Linked DNA regions of Mus musculus: region 1 is linked to region 2. A link is a contact called in public promoter capture Hi-C data. All regions are on one chromosome and are shown on one strand. Each heading gives the region's core, a stretch centred on a gene start, on an enhancer-like site or on the middle of the called end of the contact. The rest is flanking DNA. Distances are from core to core; before and after follow the strand shown.

What was found. Promoter capture Hi-C pulls out the DNA fragments that hold promoters and counts their contacts.
Region 1: a promoter capture Hi-C map of pre-B cells shows a contact between it and region 2, with 6 times the contacts expected there. The contact joins the promoter of Prag1 here to the promoter of Smim18 in region 2. A contact is called at or near these places in 1 of 39 promoter capture datasets (pre-B cells) and 2 of 9 other capture datasets (adipose tissue and liver).

The regions. Positions count from the first base shown.
Region 1 is chr8:36,093,299-36,099,797 of GRCm38.p6, forward strand. Prag1 (PEAK1 related kinase activating pseudokinase 1) reads left to right here and starts at 1,530. Exons shown (of 6, transcript NM_172911.3): 1 at 1,530-1,690; 2 at 6,272-6,499. The coding sequence starts at 6,399.
Region 2 is chr8:33,742,859-33,749,446 of GRCm38.p6, forward strand. It overlaps Smim18 (small integral membrane protein 18), which reads right to left and starts at 4,912. Exons shown (of 2, transcript NM_001206849.1): 1 at 4,840-4,912. The region is part of intron 2 of Gtf2e2 (general transcription factor II E, polypeptide 2 (beta subunit)); the gene reads left to right.

The DNA.
Region 1 (6,499 bases), core at 280-2,779, 2.3 Mb after region 2:
TCAGGAGAATGTAATGCTGCTGGCGCCGTTCCACCAGAGTTTTCCTTATGTACTTGTTGAAATGATTGACTGGTAGGGCAATGTGGTGGACTCTCGGTGGAATCAGGCAGCTCTTGGTTCCCATCTCAACACTACCACTTTTCACCTGAGGAGCCCTGGCAAAGGATAGGACCCTTCTGGACCTGTGTTATGCTGTGTCAAATGTGCTAACCCTGCCCTGTGACGTTGCCTGGCACGTAGTAGGTTCTTCATGAATGTTAGTACGACTCCTATTCACCTTCCTATCAGTCTTTCCGTACTTAAATGGGTAATGAGGGACATTGAATGATAAGTAAATTCTCCTTATGGTCCCTTTGCACTCCTTACATAGAAGCCACACATATCCAAAACATGTCTTCTTCCTCTTTCATATTCTATATAGCGCTGCCAGTGTTAACACCACATAAAGGCGAAGAGGGGGAGGGTCTGAGTGGTGCCTTCCTTCTCTCCGTGGAATCATCCTGATTAAGGATGTAACACCGCGCTGCCTCTGTAAAGCAAAGGGAAGCAACCAGATGTGTTGAGGGGGGGGTGCGGGGGAGGATTCCGTTTTCACTCAGGCTTGGCCCTGAGCAGTAACTTCAGTGCCTGGCTTCTTAGGGAACACCCAGGGCAAGGTGCAAGTCTGTCCTACTCAGGCAGCTGGAGGAAGGGAGGCGACTGGCTGGCCCTCTCCTGAGAGTTAAAAAAGATTTTTCGCCCGAGGAACAATATCTTGAACTCCTTGTATCTCAGCCAGTGACTCACGCACTGGAAGCGGTGTAAACACAGGTGGAGGACCTGGGTGCCCCAGCATGATTGAAGGCCGGTCCTCCAGGCCAACATTTGCATTCCACTGTTAAAACACTAAAGTTCAAAGAGATGTGCTGAGCCATTTGCTAGAGGCCTGGACATGAGGAGCTGAGCAGGACCTGAAATCTCTCAGCCAGCCCTGCTCCAGCCGGCTTGTGGTTCTCCTAGGATAACAGTACGTGGCAGTGAAGGCGCTCACGCCTCTTTCAGAGCCCACCGCCCTAGATCTTATTATTGTACTCCGGATCCCCTCTCTTCCATGTTTCGTTCTTTTGCTCCCTCCCTACCAGGGTCTCCTAGGGTCGGCTGGGTGGAGGGATGAGAATGCATTTACTCCGACAGACACACCTATCTGTGCATTGTGGTTAAGGAAAGCTGGGAGCACCAGAGATCTTCCAAGCAGAACTGCGCTGAGCTGGGATTGAGCTGGGGACGCTCTGGGGGGCTCAGCTCCAGGTCTAGGGGCGCCAAGGCTCGGGCTGGGGGCGGAGCCTCGCTGTGGCGAGCGAGGGGGCGGGGCGCGGTGCGGAGTTCCTAGGGACCTGGGCAGGGGCGATCGCCCGCCCTCCTGGACTGGGGACGAGCAGAGTGGCGGGACGCGCAGGCCCGGTGGAGACGCGGGGCAGCGGCAAGGACTGCGGGGGTGCGGCGGGAGCGGAGCGGGCGGCGTCACCCGAGGCGGAGGGGGCGGAGCCGCGATCGCAGCTGCCACCCGGCCGCCGGGCCCAGGCAGAAGTCAGCCGCCCGCGGCTGGGCAAGCACTCCGCGCAGACACGCTAAAGACAATGCTCCGAGGCGTCCGGCGGGGCAACGGACTGCTGGGTCACCGACGGCGAGGCTGCGAGACCGCAGACCCCAGGTGAGCCCACCACTCTCTCTCCAGATCCCGCCGCTTTTTGTCTGACGAACGTGGCGGCCCAGGGGCTTTCGCAGAGTCGCTGCGGTGGCCCGGCGGGCCAGCCCCTGCTGGCGTCCCCAGGGGTGACAGGCTACCGATCCGGAGCGCGTGGAGAGTCCGGACCTCGTGCTCAGGGTTGTGCCCTCGGTGCAGGTTCCGAGACGGGAAAGCTGGGGAGTCGGAGGGGTATTTTCAATTCTTTTGAGAAACGCTCGCTTTGAAACTGGGAAACTTTTCCTTGGAGTTCCGGGAAGGGTGATCGACTGCTGTAATGGTTTTACTGGTCTTGCTGGTCTGGCTGCTCTGTTTTGTGTGTTGGGAACTGCTCCTTTTGCAGTGAGTATTGTCAAAGGAGCAGAGGGGCAGAGGCCGTTCGGGCTGCTCCGGCCAGACCCGGAGGTGACGAATTGGGGGTCCAGGGAAGCCACCTTTAGGCTGCAGCTGATCTCTGAAGGAAGGTGCTATCTGTTTGATGAACCTTGGTGATCATTCCATACCTGGAGCTAGCTCCCAACCTTTGCTTGTGATGTCCCCTCTGCAGCCGGGCGCACACACCCACATGCACCCACATGCACACGCAAGCACGCTTACCCTTGGAAAATAGAATCTCTGCTTGTGTGTGAGTCCTGGGAATGCGAATGGAGGCGGCTGAGCAATTCTCAGCCCACAGCGCTCGCTCACTGTGTCTGTTCTCCCAGGTAAAGCTCAACCATGGTTTTGCAGAGCCTATTGTAGAGCCCAAAGGTCTAAGGCTGAGGAGTTTTGCAACGGATTCAGTTCAGACTCAGGTTGGAAAGGCTTAACTGATCACAGTTCTCAACTCTACCTTACAGCCCCTTCTGAGGAGATTTGACAGGAGGCCCCAGAGAAAGCAAGTTGGCTTTCCTAGGGTCCCTCAGAACTTTGCTCCCCTTATTGGATCAGACTGCAGGCTTCAAGTCCACACTCCTCCTACTATGATTGCTCAGAAAGTAGAAAATAAAAAGATATGTAGATACCATTATATACCCTCAGTGCTGGGGCTGGGGTGAGGTGGGGTGTTAGGGTAGTCATGTCCTGCTTTCTCCCTAGACCACGCTGGCTAATGGAATATAATGCATTAATCTATATACTTTCCATACATACTATACCTTTGGGGGGTTGCATTATTATTTTTTTTTTGTAAAATACAAGAAGCAATATTATTTAGATGGAAAATTGTGGAATTCTATCAAGTAAGGCATGAGCAAATTTGGGTGCAAATAAGAGGGGTTTTGACCTGAATACTTAGGATCTGGCCACCCTGATTCTTCGGATTCTTTTTGAGATGGGGGTGGGAGTGTATCTGACAGCTCAGCCTTGTAAATCGTAGCGCCCCGAAGTTTGCAGAGGCAAAGCTCTGTTATTGTGACTTGGATCACAAAGAAGGCTGCGGATCTTTTCCTGATCTTACACTTGCAGCCTCTCACTGAGAAATGGGATCATTTGCATAATTCTGCACCTACCCTCTGAGGTAGGCATGTGAGAAGGTGCCATTCCCAGGCTGTGCAGAGCTGGCACTACCCAGGGCTCTCTCTACTCCTGCTCTGAGAGTCATTTGCATAGTTCATCATCTTTTCCCTGAAAGCAAACAGGAGACAGTTCCAGGCCTAGAAGGGCTGCTCTAGCTCCAAAGACAAGCTGGGAATGTCTGTTTGCAGAGCCTAAGGAGCCAGTTTTAACAGGACACAATGAGTCAGTGACAGTGGGCAGCCCGGGGTTTCCTTTGTTACTCATATTCAGCGACTTCTCTTAAAGATACTCTGTGTTTCTGGGCAGTTGTGTGACCCATGTGGTGGTCAGCCTGCAGGAAAATGTCAGAGTTGTGGAAGAGAGCAAAGGAGTGCCCGTGAGTGAGTGAGTGCTCTCAAGGTAGCTTCTGGCAGTACAGTACAATAATCAAGAGCCTACTGAACTCCCCAGGCTGTCAGAAGCTGATGGCAAAAAAAAAAAAAAAAAAAAAAAAAAAAAGGAAAAAAAAAACCACACACAAAAACAAACAAAAAAAATGGAAAGGAGGGAGGAGCCTTACAAAGTGGGGTGTCTGGGTGTTCTGGATTGCCTGTTAAAGAGGAAATGAGATGAGGCCACCCCAAATTTGACCTGTGTGACTGTGTGCAGCAACCTCTGAGGAAGCCATTGGATGTCATCCCCACAGCTCCCCCAGCCTGCCCTGGAGCTAGCTTCCCAGGAGCCCCACACAGCTGTCTCCCCAAAGCCCACTGAGGGTCACTGGAGTCTTGCCTACAGTAGACATGGGCCCGCAACGTGGCTTTGCTGTGACCTGGAAGGTCTAGTCAGGCTTCCCATACAAATCTGGCCCTTAGAATGGCAAACTCAACTTCTCTGAAGACTAAAACAAAACATTTCCTCCACCCACCCACTCTCCCCCACCCCTCCGCCTCCCACCCTGCAACTGCACCCCTTATAAAACTTAGCAGCAAACATTTAGCTCTCTGAGGCTGGTGACTATAGGAGAGAGAAATAGCCTGGCGTGATTCCTCTGCTTGTTAAAAGCCTGTGACTTCTTTTGGAAGATCTGATAGAGAAGGAATGGGCTATTTGGGTGTATTGGGAGGAGAGGAATCTAGCCAGCATCGTTAAGGGAAAGAAAGACCCTATACTGACTGTAGAAACATTCAGATCTCAAGACTGTGTGTGTGTTCATTTAGCTTAACGTGGAAGCTGTTTTCTCATTAACTGGCTGGAGCAGGGGTACATTTGGCTTCTATACCCATTGGATAAGCACCTTGTCTGTAAGTGTGGGAGACGAGAGATGGAGTGCTTCCCACAAGAAGTCTGGAATGATCTTGGGAGCTTTGGAGCTCCCGGGTGATCCTATCTGGTTAGTCCTGTTGATTGCTTAGAGAGAATTAACCTCGGGCAAATTCTCACCCGATGGGGTGGCGTAGCCCCCCAAGGGCAGTGCTTGCTAAGTTCCAGGAGCATGCTTATCTCCAGATCTCCACAAGGTTTTCTTCCATAGCACTCTCCTACAGGATGCCGAAGCATCCTCAGTAAGGAAAAGAGAGCAGTGCAGAGTAAGCAGGGAACAGCTAGCTAGCTGGGATCCTGAACAAGGTGAAGAAGGTGTGGTGAGGTGGTCCAGTCAACTGGTTTATCTTTGGAGAACAGCAAGCTTGGTGTCGATAGCCAGGTCTTTCTCTTTGCTGTAACATCTGCACCTGTAGAATGGGATGCATGGCTACCTTACAGGTTGCTATTTGGAGTGTCTGGAGTGATGCCATAGCCCTTTGAGCTCTTGCTGAGGAGCAAATTTATTGGATGCACGGCTACCTTACGGGATGCTATTTGGAGTATCTAGGTAATGCCATAGCCCTTTGAGCTCTTGCTGAGGAGTAAATTTACTGAGGTCTATGGGAGCAAATGGGGCTTTTATATTTATTTTCAGAAGCAGTGAGCTGCTTTGACAAAGTGACTACCTGTCTCCAGGGTACGATAGGCAAAACTTCTCTCATATTCTGCCCAGTCTCTCCTAGGCCAGGACTGTGGAGTCAGGCATTTCTGTCTTCTGTTTCCAACTTGGCATGTGGCACCCTGCTTTGTTTACCTCAGCACAGAACTGAATGGTGTAGATTAAGCAAGAGGAGGGGGCAGAATTCCCGTGATGCCAAACATCCTGACAAGGTGCCCCTGCGGGGCAAGTCAGCACCACATCTCTCCCACTTTCAACAAGGTATCGGAAGCGTGGATAACAGTTTCCATTTCAGAGTCCTTGCCTCCTTCTCTTCCTCTGTAGTTTCTGTTCAAAACTTGCATGTCATTACCTATAAAGCCTCAATTCTACAGGTGGTACTACTTTGTAGTTCTTGGGCAGTGCCCCAGGCTCTGGACACCTCAGGGTCTGAAAGAATGTAGGAAATAGGTTCGGGCCCCTTCTCTCAAAATCTAAAACACTGTGTTTGGGGGGGGGCATTGAAATGGTGTGTGTGTGTGTGTGTGTGTGTGTGTGTGTGTGTGTGTGTGTGTACGTGCATGCCCATACTTGCATGTGTGGAGGCCAGTCATTGACATTGGGTGTCCCCATCTATGGCTGTATACTTAATAGTGAGTCGGGATCACTCACCAAACCTGTAGCTCACTGATGCTATCAAGACCCCAGGATCTTCCTGTTTCCATCTCCTGGTACTGAGATTACAGATGTGTACCATCGTGTTCAGCCTTTCAACGGGTGCTGGAGATCTGAACCCAGATCCTAACACTTGTGTGGCAAGCCTTTCCTAAGCACTTCTCTAAGGCCCTGGGATGTCTTTTATGCTCTCGATTTGAGAAAGTGGGGCAATGATTGTTCATCAGTTTCTGATAGAGCTGCCCAAGGAATATCAAAGCTATCAAAGGGCTTCTGGCAGCTGAGCACAGAGCCCAGAATAAAAGGACTATTCCCCTTTGGCGACTTTTCCTCCTTTACTTCCTTCTTCCTCATCTCCATTTTCATAATGGGCTCTTATTGCTAATGCACACATCTCTTAATCATTCCTAATCAGGCAACGATCTGCCTTCCAGGGATTTGATCTGGAACTCATCGCTGCCTCCTGCAAGACGGCAATCAGAAAGCCTGGCCCAAGATGAACTCGAACCTTATCGGCTCACAGTGCTCCAGACCATTTGACTGAACCCCGAGAGCCCAAAAATGTCTGCGTGCAGCGACTTTGTGGAGCACATCTGGAAACCCGGGTCTTGCAAGAACTGCTTCTGCTTGCGAAGTGATCATCAGCCAACAGCTGGCCATCC
Region 2 (6,588 bases), core at 3,662-6,161:
GTCTTTTATGTGTATGTTTTATGTAAAGAAAATGTCAACATAGTACATAAGAGTATAATACCCTTGGTATCGTGGTACATGCCTGTGGTCCAGGCACCTGGGAGACAGAAGCAGTAAAAACGTGAGTTTGTGGCCAGCCTAGGCTACAGTAGGAGTTCCAGATGGGTCTTAGCTTTATAGTTAGACCTTTGTCTCAAAAAAGCAAAAAAGAGCATGTAATGAGCCTCTGCGTGTTCATATTACATCTTTATCAGTTGATGGACACTCTGTGGTTACCCACTTGCTTCTGTGACATGCGTCATTGGAAAGTAACTCCTAGACATTATTTATGTAGAAATAATTCACTGATCTTTTGTTTGGTTGCTATTTACTTATTTATTTATTAATTAAACAGGGTTTCTTTTGTGTATCTCTGACTGTGTTGGAACTTGCTCTGTAGACCAGGCTGGCCTTGAACTTAAAGAGATCTACCTCCCTCTGCCTCTCTGAGTGCTGGGACTAAAGGTGTGTGCCACCACTGTCTGGCTTTCAGTACTTATTTCTAAAAGATTGAGACTGTTTCTAAATACAAGCATGGTGTGTACACATCCAAACTGTGAGTTCATATTGGCTAAGTTTCTTGGTCGTCTTAGTAAAACAGAATTTAAAATTTTATACTTATGTTATATAAGGTTTTAGTTTCTGTTCTAAATCAAGTTTGTTTTTACAAAATTTCACCTCTCTGACTAGCCTCTTGCTTACTTCCTATATTTTGAAGGCTTAGATTCATTATCTAAATCCAAAAGTAAAGGTTTAAATACCTGTTCTGTTTGTATTTAAGACTTCTGTCTTATGGTGGTGCATGGTTATTCTTCAGTGAGAGACAACAGGTTTAGTGGGTGATAATGTAATTGAATTACTTTTGTTAGTTGAGGAACATATAGAGTTGCTTTGTCAGTAGGTGAGGTATGTCACTTCATGGTACATTTCATTACTCTTCAGTCTATATCTCTACATCCAGGATTTCAAAATTACCTTATCCTTGAACTGTTCCCTTGAGAGTACATTCCTTTTTTTTTTTTTAATTAAAATAGATTTTTTTCCATACAATATTCTGATTATAGTTTCCCAGCCCCGTATGCCTCCCAGTTCTTCTCCAATACCCTACCATCTGGTTCTACTCCTCTGTCTCTACTTAGAAAACAAATAGGCATCTAAAGAGTGATAATAAAAAGAAGATAAAACAAAAACAAGTCAGTAGTACAGAAAAGCCAAACAAGAAGAAGAGCCAAAGAAATAGCACAAGAAACAAATACAGAGACACACCCATCTGCACATACAGGGATCTCATAAAAACATAAAACTAGAAGCCATAATATTTATGCAAAGGACTTGTAAGGTTAAAAAATAAGGCCTTTAAAAAAAAAAAAAAAGCCCTGACCTAACTTTATGAACCAAAGAAACCTCCAAGGATGTCATTTGAGTTTATTTTGTGTTGGCCACCTACTGCTGAGCATGGCTCGTCCTACGTACGAGTGCTCTGTTTCCCCAGTGAGATTCCTCTAGAGAAAATGGGATTGTGGGTCCATTTCTCCTTTTAGTTGTAGGACCTCATCTGATGCAGACCCTGTGGAATGCATTCTTACGGGAAAGGACCAGCAGTTGCCTTGGGCTTTATGGTACCATTGCCTTATAATGCAGTGTTAAGTGATGCCTCTTGTGGGATGTGGATGCCCCTTAGGCTGTTATCCCACGTCTGTGTTGTCAGTGTCTTGGGTCAGAACAGTATGGATGCAAATGTACAAGTACTCAGAAACCTGGTTACATAGAGACAAAATGTAGGGGTGTGTGTGTGTGTGTGTGTGTGTGTGTGTGTGTGTGTGTGTTGGCCTTTTTAGTAAAGGCACATGCTTGTGCAAACTTCCCATGTGACTTTACAATAGTATAATGTGAATATTCTTGCAAGGAGACCACATATTGTCACAGTTGCTTTTATGTTAACATAAATGAGTTTTCAGATTCTTTTTGAAGAACAGAGGTAATAGTGATGGATAGAAAGACTCGGATTTCAGGAAACTATCAAACCCAGGGCTGGGGAGCACTCTGTCACTGTCTTATATACTGACCCTAGACAGTGTACTTTAGTTACATATGAACATTCATATAATGATTTGCCGTGACCATGGAGTAACAGAATGTTTACAAAAGGTATTTATGTGTTTTGCTGAAAGTGTCTAAGCAGTTTAAGGAGGAGTATATATGAGTAAGAATGGTTCCCCATATGCTCATATATTCAATTATTCCAGTCACCAGAGAGTGTCATGATTAGGATTAGGAGGTGTGGCCTTGTTGGAGGAAGTTTGTCACTGGAGGTGGGCTCTGAGGTTTCAATAGCACATTCCGAGGCCCAGCCAGGCTCTTTCCCTGTGGATCAGGATGTACTCTGAGTTATTGCTCCCGTACCTGCCTGTATGCTGCCATGTTCCCCACCATGATGATAATGGACTAACCCTCTGAAGCTGTAATCAAGTCTTCTGTTAAATACTTTCTTATGTAAGAGTTACTGTAGTCATTGTACAACAGTGACTGAGTTTATGTATATGCTATGACACTTTGCCACTGTGGACAGTGTTGAAGCTGATGGGAATTCAAAACAGTGTTGCTTTAGTTCACTTCTGGACACCCGAAACAAGTAAACCTGGATAGCAGGCCTCACTGCCCTTCAGTTAAGTGTGTGCTGCTCCAAAGTATAGAAAAGCTCCAGTAGGCTTTGTGTGTGTTAGTTTTTAGGTAAAGACTACATCTTATGGCAATGGATTTGGTGTACTTAGCACCTGAAAGAAGTATACCATGAGGTTGTCCTATTCTGGACTACATTTTCCAAGTGAAAATTAAATTTGTATAAAGGAAGTGCTGTAAGCATATTATAAAAACTGGGAGAAACTGATTAAAAATACAATCAATAACAGTCTGTACTTTGTGGATCCCCCTTTATAATTTTATTATAGAAATGGGAAGCTTGAAAGAAGATCATATTATTATTATTATTATTATTATTTTTTTTTGTTTTGTTTTTTTGTTTTTTCAAGACAGGGTTTCTCTGTATAGCCGTGGCTGTCCTGGAACTCACTCTGTAGACCAGGCTGGCCTCGAACTCAGAAATCCACCTGCCTCTGCCTCCCAAGTTAAAGGGATTAAAGGCGTGCGCCACCACTGCCCAGCGAAAGTCATATTTTTAGTTAGGTTTTGTTTTATGTTATTTTTGCTATATTCCTTGTACCTATTTTTCTATCATTTTCAAAAGGCCCCAGTGGGATATTTATGGGGATTGGTTTTGTGACCCTGGATCACCAGATTAGAAGTTATGATTTAGCTCTAGTTATGGTGAAAATTGGTAAATTAAATTCTCTGGCACTTTTAAGCACATCACTTTGAAATATGATCAGTTAATTGTACTAGCCTTTAAATTATAGAACCACTAATTGAGTTCAGACTCTGAGACTCTGAGATAAGGTATACTTGAAAGATGATGAACCTCCATGTATGCTAATAATAGATATAGACTATATGAAAATGTAGTCTGTTAATGAGTCTTAAGGCAATTTGAAAATATAAACCATAAATTAACTGTTAATTGTTAGTTATTTTAATATTACTTGGCTCCCATACTGTATGGTAAGCAGAATGGTTTCTAGGTAATTAACCTGCTGTGCCGAACTTGAGAGGTCTAGTATCTTGTTACAGCAACCTTTTGAGTTTTTCAAGAGATAATCTGTCTGTGTAACCTGAATGCTAAGAAACAGAAGGAATAGAAAGAAAAGCAGAAGTTAAAAATAAAAGAACCTAGGAGTAAATATACTTAGCATCCAGGTAAAGGGCAGAGTTGGATGTTTAGATTGTTAAGTACTTGCAGAACTGGCATCTGCTGAGTAGGGCTGACATCTCTAGATACTGTGTGCAGAAATGTGGATGATTATGAGCTGGGGAAGTGATTTTACTAGGGAGAGTCACTGTTGTACCTTAGCCAGCTCTCCTAGGACACACTGGATTTTAAGATGTGCTTTATCAGAAAGACTGAATTTGTGTGGATCAGTACCTGTTTAGAGTAACCTAGTTACTTTACATTTTTGTGTGCCTTGTAATTTAAGGACATTTTAAAAGATTTTTGTTTGATAGCATGGCTTGTATTGTAAGATTTTACTGTGAGGAATTATTTTAACTAAGATGTTAGGAAAATCTGATGATTTATAAATTATCTCTGCTTACAATATAATATGACTCACATAATGATACATGTTAAAAATTTTTATATAAAAATTATAACTGGCATTTTCTTTGCTTTCTCTACATTAGTACTCAAAGTCAAATATAAATAATTTGAATTATCTTCTCCTTTGTTGATATACAAGCTTTCTTGTAACTGCTTTTTACCAGCCAATATAATTTGTACATATAATCAGAAAGCTTTAGCCAAAGGCTTTGCTATTTTAGATTTTTTTCCTTTGAGAAACATCCTTTGTTAAGACAGACCAGACTGCTGAAATAAATTTGCTTTGAGAAAATGAAATTAGCAAAGACTCAGGTTAAACATCAAATGCTTTTGTCCTACTTAAGGTCTGGGTGGAGATCAGATTGGTAGGAAATGTAATGAATTTCCATTAAGGCACAGATGGTAAGGATGCTTATCAAATAGCATGAGGCAGTCGGCATTTTCATGATAAAATCTTACCAAATAATGGGTTAATACATTGTTTTTACGTCTTTAGCAGGCATAGTGCTTTCTGGCTTTCATGGTAAAATATTTTTTTACTGTTTTATAAGGGTATGAGCTACTGAATAAAAAGGATCAAATAAACCTACCTCTTGTCTGGAAAGATGCTGTTGAAGCGATGGTACCGTCTGTTTGTAATGCGGTCTGGTGCACAGCCAAGATGGAGCTGTGCTTCTATTGGTCCGACGCATAATGCAGCTGACAGTTTCCTCTGTGCTCATTTGCATTATTAAGTCCTGCCGTCCTGAGGAGTAGATCATTCATAAACTTGAATAGGGTTGTCTGAGCTGTCACCTGCCACCTCTTTAAATTGTTTGTTTGTTTGTTTTGTCTTTAAGCTAATTTTTCACATAGGAACAGTTGCTGATTTCCTAGATTTTTTTTCCCTCTATAAAATTTAACGTATCTCTGAACAGTGTAGTGCTAAGGCTAGAACATAGTCTCTAGAGGTAGTTACCTAGGAAACAACTGCTCAGGTTAACCATTTTAGTAAAATGTTAGCAGGAAATGGTCATAAAATCTCATAAGTAAGCTTAAAATTAAAACAGTTTTTTTTTTTCAATATGTTCTCAAGTCTTGATTTCTAGAGTTATGAACACTTGTATTTGGGAGAAATTTTGAGAGAAAAGAAGTAGTATTTTAGTTTTTTTAGTTATAGTAGAGTTAATTTAGGTGGGTAATTTTTTTTTCTAAATTTTAAGATATAGACAGCTTTTATGTTTTTAATTGGGTCTAGTCCAACTGGCTTGGCTATTCATTATTTTTAGTTATGGTGAAAAGAGTTTGGCCTAATCATAGCAGAATCAAGATTTACTTTTAATTAAAGGAGTAGTAAGAGCTGTACATGGTGGTGCACACTTGTAATCCGAGCATTGAGAGGCAGAAGCTGGCTCGGTCTGTATAGTGAGTTCCAGATTACATACTGAGACCCTGTCTCAAACAAACAACAAAACCCCACCAAAAATCAATCAATGGAACAAACAAACCAGTGGGAGATTGGGTAAATATATATATATTGGATATATATAATCTATTTATTTATATATTGTTTATATCTATAGATAAATCACTATTTATAACATCTATAAATATATAGATAAATCATAGTAAAGGTAAATAAAAATTTATAGGTAAATCATTATATTAGTTTCTAGAGCTGTAGCTCCTAGCTATAGGAGTTCATAGAAATGCCCTTATTATATTGTAGTAATCCTTCAATAAATATTTGAATGTTGACTTTGATTGATTAGCATTGACTTAGTACTAGGGACATTGTGATAAAACTATATGTGGTTCATAATTGATCATTTGTTTGGAGTTTTTAATATACTGTGAATTTTTTTATTTTTTTATTTTTAGTTTTACCAGTTTTTCTTTTCTTAATACAGTATTGTAAGATAAATTTAATAACACTAATTATAATTAAAATGCTTTTCTCAACGGTACGGGCCTATCATCCGGCTACTCAGGAGTCTGAGGCAGGATCACAAGTTTAAGACCAATCTAAGTAACTTTAAAAATACTTATTATTTTATGTCTATGGATGTTTTGTCTGCATGCATGTCTGTGCACCACATGTGTGCCTGGTGCCCAGAGGCTGGAGGCAGGTGTCAGATCCCCTGGAGCTGGAGTTACAGGTAGTTGTGAACCTCTGTGTGGGTGCTGGGAATGAACCGTAGTCCTCTGCAGAAGCAGCAAGTGTTCTAACCACTGAGCCATCTCCCCGGCACCAGACTAAGTAAGTTAATGAGACTATCTCAAACAAAAATAAAAATGGGGCTGGGGTTAATTTAAGCTCAGTGGTAGAATCCTTGTCTAGGATTCGTGAGGTCCTAGGT